2 separate regions of the Drosophila melanogaster genome follow, and region 2 is linked to region 1. The links are chromatin contacts, called in public HiChIP or PLAC-seq maps. All regions are on one chromosome and are shown on one strand. The core of a region is the stretch at or near the end of the contact, and the rest is flanking DNA. Distances in the headings are between cores, read along the strand shown. Region 1 holds the start of orb (oo18 RNA-binding protein). Region 2 holds the start of mbc (myoblast city).

Region 1 (3,076 bases), core at 326-2,825:
CATCAATGAGGGAAGAAGCCTTTGAGAGACTAGTTTGTAGGGAAAATGTGGGCGCCTTTAGATCTTCCAGGACTCTTAAAGATACAACTTCAATAAGAATGCGCTAAATATTAGAAATATCAGGAGAACTGACTTCTGTGCGGGCGACATGAACTGGCTGGGCGTAAGCGGCACCTTGACGGCGCTCACCTTGGGCATTTGTGTGTCTGACGACCCGCTCTGCTGCACTCGAGCTGTAAATTCCTTGATAAACTGGAGTATGTCAGGATTAACAATGGGGGACATCTCCTCAGCATTGCGTGCGGAAATCAACTCGTAGTACTTCTTCAGGCGAGATTCATAAAGTTTTAGTATAAACTTGGCATCAGCTTCGCTGGATTGTTGTGCCAGCGGTAAATGATGCATTAGCTCAAACTCTGCAATGATTAAGTTGAGATTATACTGTATTCAGAAAGTAGGTGCATGCTCACCTTCCCAAGCCATCAGCATTTCGTGTTGAACCAGCGCCTCCAGGGCCTCAAAGCAGTATATGGATTTGTGAAGGGCCTGAACATAGAAGTCCATTGCCATGCCGCGATTGTCCAGGGCCTCATAAACTTTGCCCTTCATTAGGTAAATGGATGAGAGCAGTTCATTTCTGTGATTCTCCTCGCCACCAAAGACACTGTTGCTTTCCAGATAGCAGCCACTGCTTGCATCAACGGGCTGGTTGATCAGCGATGTGGTCATGACTTCCACCTCCACATTCTGGATGACATTGGCCGCCTCGGTAAACTCCTTGGCCGCATAGAGACTTTCCAGTAGTAGGTTAAAACATGGCAGTGAATTCTTCTCTAGCTTGTGATGCTGTATTGTGTGAGCAGCACGATGGTATTCCCCCAGTAGGTACATGCACTGCGCCTGGTAGTAAATATCCCTGGGTTCCAGGCCACCAAGCACGGCCACCTTTTCTGCCCAAAAAAGCGCTGTGGAGTAGCGACGCTAAAAATGCAATTGAATTTGCACTCAGGCTCTGCTTGCCGGCTTTTGGTTTTTTTGTCTTACCATGTCTATGAATTGTTTGACCAGCTGCCGGTACAAGGCCAGGTCGATGTGTTCATTGGTGGTGTCAGTGCTTGTGTTTTCCGTGTCCCCGGGCATTTTTATTAACGCAGAATTGTATTTTTGTTATAAATTTGATACAAGTTTTCCGCCGCTGGTAATAACTCATTTGAACATAGTGGCAACTCTGTGCAAAACAGCTGTATTGTTGCCATTCACTGGAAACAGTTGTTTACGCCAGTGAAAAAAATTTGGTTGCTGTTAATGCTTTACCAATAAGTAATAAAATTAATGGAAATATAAAAATTATTTTAAAACCAAAACTTTAAATGAAAATACAAATTAAATAAATTATTTAAATAGTTCAGCCATTTGTGCGAATTTTAATGACTGTTTCTTTTTTTGTCGAGGAATCGTCGAACACAAGTTGTTTCAAACAAATGAGCGCTTTTAAGTTCAAGAGAGCGGTTGCATGCGGTTGGTTCGACAGAGCCAGGCGAAAAAGGTTATTTAAGCAGCGTTGCACGCCGTGGCGTGGCCATAATATCAAAAAATCCCGACTAAAATTCCAAAATAAAAGATATCACGGGATGATAATTTAGTTTGTTCTATTAATTTGTATTGCCGCGGCAGGGTCCGCTCAAATTTAAGGCTCAATTTTAAATTCGAGTTAATGTGGTGCCATACCACAGTCGCAAAGATTTTCAACAATCAAAATAGTTTAATAGTAAAAAATGCGTCCGTGAGTGAGTAGTTTGGCGAAACAGCATCGGAAGGAGAAACGGAAAACGGCGAAGGGCGTGCAAAGCAGAAGTAACGGTTCCTGGCGGCGTGTGTGCGAGTGTGTGTAAAAATGTGCTTGGTGGACGACAAAAGAAACGGGATGCGATTGCAAGTGCGGAATTAAAATAAAATTCACACGAATTTATGCGCCATCCGCGTGTTTTTGCGAGTCCTGGGTATGTATTGGTGTATCAGTGTTAGCCGGCACTAGAAATTGTTGACCGAAAAATGGTGCAGTTCAAATTAGTTGGTAACAAGAAGGTGAAGAAAAACAGGGCAGCGGCTCATTTTTCGTTCTCTCATTCTCGACGTGCGTATTTTACAACTTTACAACTACACACTACTATTATGTGCCGTTGGTCCTGTTTTTTTTTCTGTTGCCTTTGGCTCACGTCATCTCTCCAAAAACTACGGCAATCAATCGCCGCCTTGGCCACACAGAGGAAATGAAGCTGGAATTGCGCGGGGTCTTAATTCGTTAATAAAATGTAAGGTGTGCACAATAATAGATTTTTGGATTGTCCGGTATCAATTGAAAAGAAATATGAATAACAGTGCAATTCATGAAAGTATAGCAATTTTTCTTTCTGTGTGCACACTTATTCTTACTACCCATTATTCTACGCACAGAGCGCGAGAGTGAGATGGAGAGAGTAGAGAAAGGGCGAGACAGGGCTTGGCCCCATCTCCATCTCCATTTTACAACTCCAACTTCGCTGCCACTGCTCATTTCATGCTGATTTATGGCTCTAATAATAGGTTCGCTCAACACACAGCTTCCGAAAGGATTACCACCCGAAAGGATAATGCATAGTTTGTGTTATTGGCGGCCATAAAAGCCCCCTTTAAAGTAAACGACCCTGGATTACAGTTAATTACAGTTAGCCGGGACAGTGTCATAGAGAGTAGGAGAGAGAGGGATACGCCTTGATCGATTTACGGCATTTAACGCTCAAGTGCGTACGCGTGTGTTTTCTTTAAACTCCACTGATTTGGAAACTACAAAGAAGAGTACTCTTATAATTAATTCATGCTTATGATATTTCAGGCCTTTGGAAATTTGCATCGTTGACGAGGCGGAATGAATCGATGACTATTTGCTGCTGATACGGCCACATCTGCCAGCTGTCTTGGTTCGCCTTCGCCCCTCTCGCTCGCTCAGTCGCGTTATCCTGTGGAGCTCCAATAAACAACAACAAAAACCAGATTCCTTGCCCGAGGCTCGGCATCCAATTCAAACTCCAACCAGATC
Region 2 (3,076 bases), core at 199-2,698, 500 kb before region 1:
ACGAGATTCCCAGTTCCACTCGATCTACCTGGGACTAGAGGTACCTGTACTTTATGTACCTGTCGTATCTATTGATCAGCGGTGAAAAGGTCAACAAAACGAGATCCATAAAAAATTCACACGCATTCGAAGCGGGTCGCGATTAGATATTTCATGGTCACTGCCATTGAATTGGGATTTGTCTCACAGTGTACACAGAAAATAAACATTTCTACTGTCAGCTTGATGCAGCTTGCCTTGGGTTTACAAAGACCAGGTTTCAAATCCCACACCCGTAAATACGTAAAAGTTGTAGTACTAATGTTGTAGTACTTCAGATTTAAGTTTATGTAAAATTACATTAATTGTATAAAATTTCTTTATGTGTACCAGGCCTTTTTTCTGGCAGTGTGTTGCAGTTGCACGTGAGAGACAGAGACAGTATGAAAAGCGAGAGAGACAATAGAAAACAGGTTTTAGTTTCAAGAGCAAATCTCAGAATTTTATGCTAGTGTTGACTGAGCAGGATGAAATGAAATGAAAAACGAAACAACACAGTGAGAGCGGGAAAGGGAGGATCAACAGCAGCCGAGTGAGCGTGTGCAAGCGAGAAGGTGCAACAAGTTTTACCGTAGCAACGCAGCAGGAGGCACACACATGCGGTGAAATAAGAGAGAGAGTTAGAGAGAGAGGTGGGGGTGGAGATGAGGTGTGCTCTGGAAAAGAGCGCCCAACAGTTCATAAAGTTTTCCTTTATTGTTGTTTACAAAGCACTTTGTTTAAACATTCCTGCCTAGCCATATTCTACCTAATTTATCGGCTTAATAGCCGCATTGCCAACTTACCAATGCCGAATTCTGCCTGCTTGGCATTGCAGTCGCTCCACACACTCATCTTGAAGGCTTTTCTTCTCGTTGTTGTTGCTTCTACTAGTGTTGTTGCTGATATTGTTGTTTTTGCGCCGACTTTTACCACCAACACGGCGACAAACGATCGCTACTCACACATGCAAAGCGATGGACTTTCGTTTGCGAAAATAAAAACAACAAGACATTAAATTAGGCAACGGCAAAAGAGCAACACGTAGTTGAAATTTTGATTTCGTTTTCACAATGCCGCCAACACAAGCATTTCGCCTCCGATTTCGCTACAGATTTCGACGAAAAGCACACCGGTTGGACAATTGCAACCAATAAATAATTATTGCACAAAAGCTAGCATTCCGCACAAATTGTCGCTCCGCAAATGCATTTTGCGCCGTTTTTCGCTCGTTTTGTTCTCGACTTGTATTTGGGCTGGGAGTTGGCCGCTGCCGCTCAGCTAATTATCACATGTACACGCACTCGATCGCACACACACTCGTGTGTGACAGTTGCCAATTAATTAAATAACCGCTCTCGGAAAACAACCCGCGCGTTTCAACTGTTTGTTGTGAATGAGCGTGCTCGATGCCCAGAAGTACCGTACTGTTCCCAATCGAAAATATCAAATATAGAGTGCCCCTTACAGCGTGTTCACACCGTTGATGTCAAATGGGTTTTCACTTTGTTCGCAGTACGGTCACATAAAAATGTGAAAATCGAGCTTACCTACAAAATACGAGAAACCCAAGTTATAAAATACATTTTCCACACATTCATAGTAAATTTGCTTCGGAGGCACCAAGCAAAAATTTTATTAAGACCATAAATAAGTTATGGTCAATAGTTATGCGCCTGGCAGTTGTATCCTGCTTTTTTACAGTGTATTTTTGCATGCGATTTCACGCCTTGGTCACACTTTTGGCTGCATTTTCTTCAACATCGTGAAAAAATCGGCGCGCCATTTCTGTCCACTTTTTGCGTCAGACTCGGTCGACTCCTGCTGACTTGACAAATTCGCGAGTGTTTATTTGTTTTAAGCTAAGCCTGTCCGGTCCCACAACCTTCGCATCCGGCGCAGCCGCCCCAGCTTGCCCAACGTGGTGAAATCGAAGCATTGCTCATCGCGATAGTTGGCATTCCGGCGAAGGACAAAGCAGGGGATCTACCTAGTATATGTTTGTTATCTGAGCAGCAGCAGCGAGCAAAATGTTTGGCGGCGCGAAACCCAGCTTCGGAGCCACTCCGGCGGCCACCAGCTTTGGCGGATTCAGCGGCACCACAACAACCACTCCGTTTGGCCAGTCGGCATTTGGCAAACCCGCCGCACCGGCCTTTGGAAACACCTCCACCTTTGCCGCCCAACCCGCGCAGCAGTCACTGTTCGGTGCGGCAGCCACACCAGCTCAGCCCGCCGGAGGCTTATTCGGGGCAAACACGTCCACGGGATTTGGAAGCACTGCCACAGCTCAGCCCACGGCTTTTGGAGGTTAGACACGATCATTTGAAGTGGTATCATGTTACTAATTTAGTAATTTCTTCTTTGCAGCCTTCTCGCAGCCGCAACAGACCTCGAACATATTTGGATCCACCCAGACGGCGGCAAGCACCTCCCTCTTTGGACAATCGACGCTACCCGCCTTTGGAGCCGCCAAGCCGACTATGACGGCCTTTGGGCAAACAGCTGCTGCTCAGCCCACGGGCTCTTTGTTTGGCCAACCGGCTGCCGCCACCAGTACAACAGGATTCGGAGGCTTTGGGACGTCGGCGCCTACAACCACCAATGTTTTTGGCAGTGGCACCGCCTCCGCCTTTGCCCAACCTCAGGCTACGGCCGTGGGAGCTTCCGGAGTCAATACGGGCACGGCCGTGGCCAAGTACCAGCCAACCATTGGTACAGATACCCTGATGAAGAGCGGTCAGGCAAATAGTGTGAACACTAAGCAGCACTGCATCACGGCTATGAAGGAGTTCGAGGGCAAATCTCTGGAGGAGCTCCGCCTGGAAGACTATATGTGCGGGCGCAAGGGTCCACAGGCTGGGAATGCTCCGGGAGCTTTTGGATTTGGAGCTCAGGTTACTCAGCCCGCTCAGCCTGCAAGTGGTGGCCTGTTTGGAAGCACTGCCCAACCAAGCACAGGTCTGTTTGGCCAAACTGTGACCGAGAATAAGAGCATGTTTGGCACCACCGCTTTTGGCCAACAACCGGCGACTAACAATGCATTCGGAGCAGCAAC

What was found. HiChIP or PLAC-seq counts read pairs in DNA pulled down with a chosen protein or histone mark.
Region 2: an H3K27ac HiChIP or PLAC-seq map of the Kc167 cell line shows a contact between it and region 1, with 3 times the contacts expected there. The contact joins the promoter of mbc here to the promoter of orb in region 1.

The regions. Positions count from the first base shown.
Region 1 is chr3R:23,279,355-23,282,430 of dm6, reverse strand. It overlaps orb (oo18 RNA-binding protein), which reads left to right and starts at 1,575. Exons shown (of 10, transcript NM_001275941.1): 1 at 1,575-2,000; 2 at 2,873-3,076. Cdc16 (Cell division cycle 16) reads right to left here and starts at 1,230. Exons shown (of 6, transcript NM_058049.5): 1 at 1,045-1,230; 2 at 471-981; 3 at 134-416; 4 at 1-74. The coding sequence starts at 1,140.
Region 2 is chr3R:23,780,137-23,783,212 of dm6, reverse strand. mbc (myoblast city) reads right to left here and starts at 1,448. Exons shown (of 14, transcript NM_057796.4): 1 at 825-1,448. The coding sequence starts at 873. Nup98-96 (Nucleoporin 98-96kD) reads left to right here and starts at 1,592. Exons shown (of 9, transcript NM_142930.3): 1 at 1,592-2,328; 2 at 2,389-3,076. The coding sequence starts at 2,049.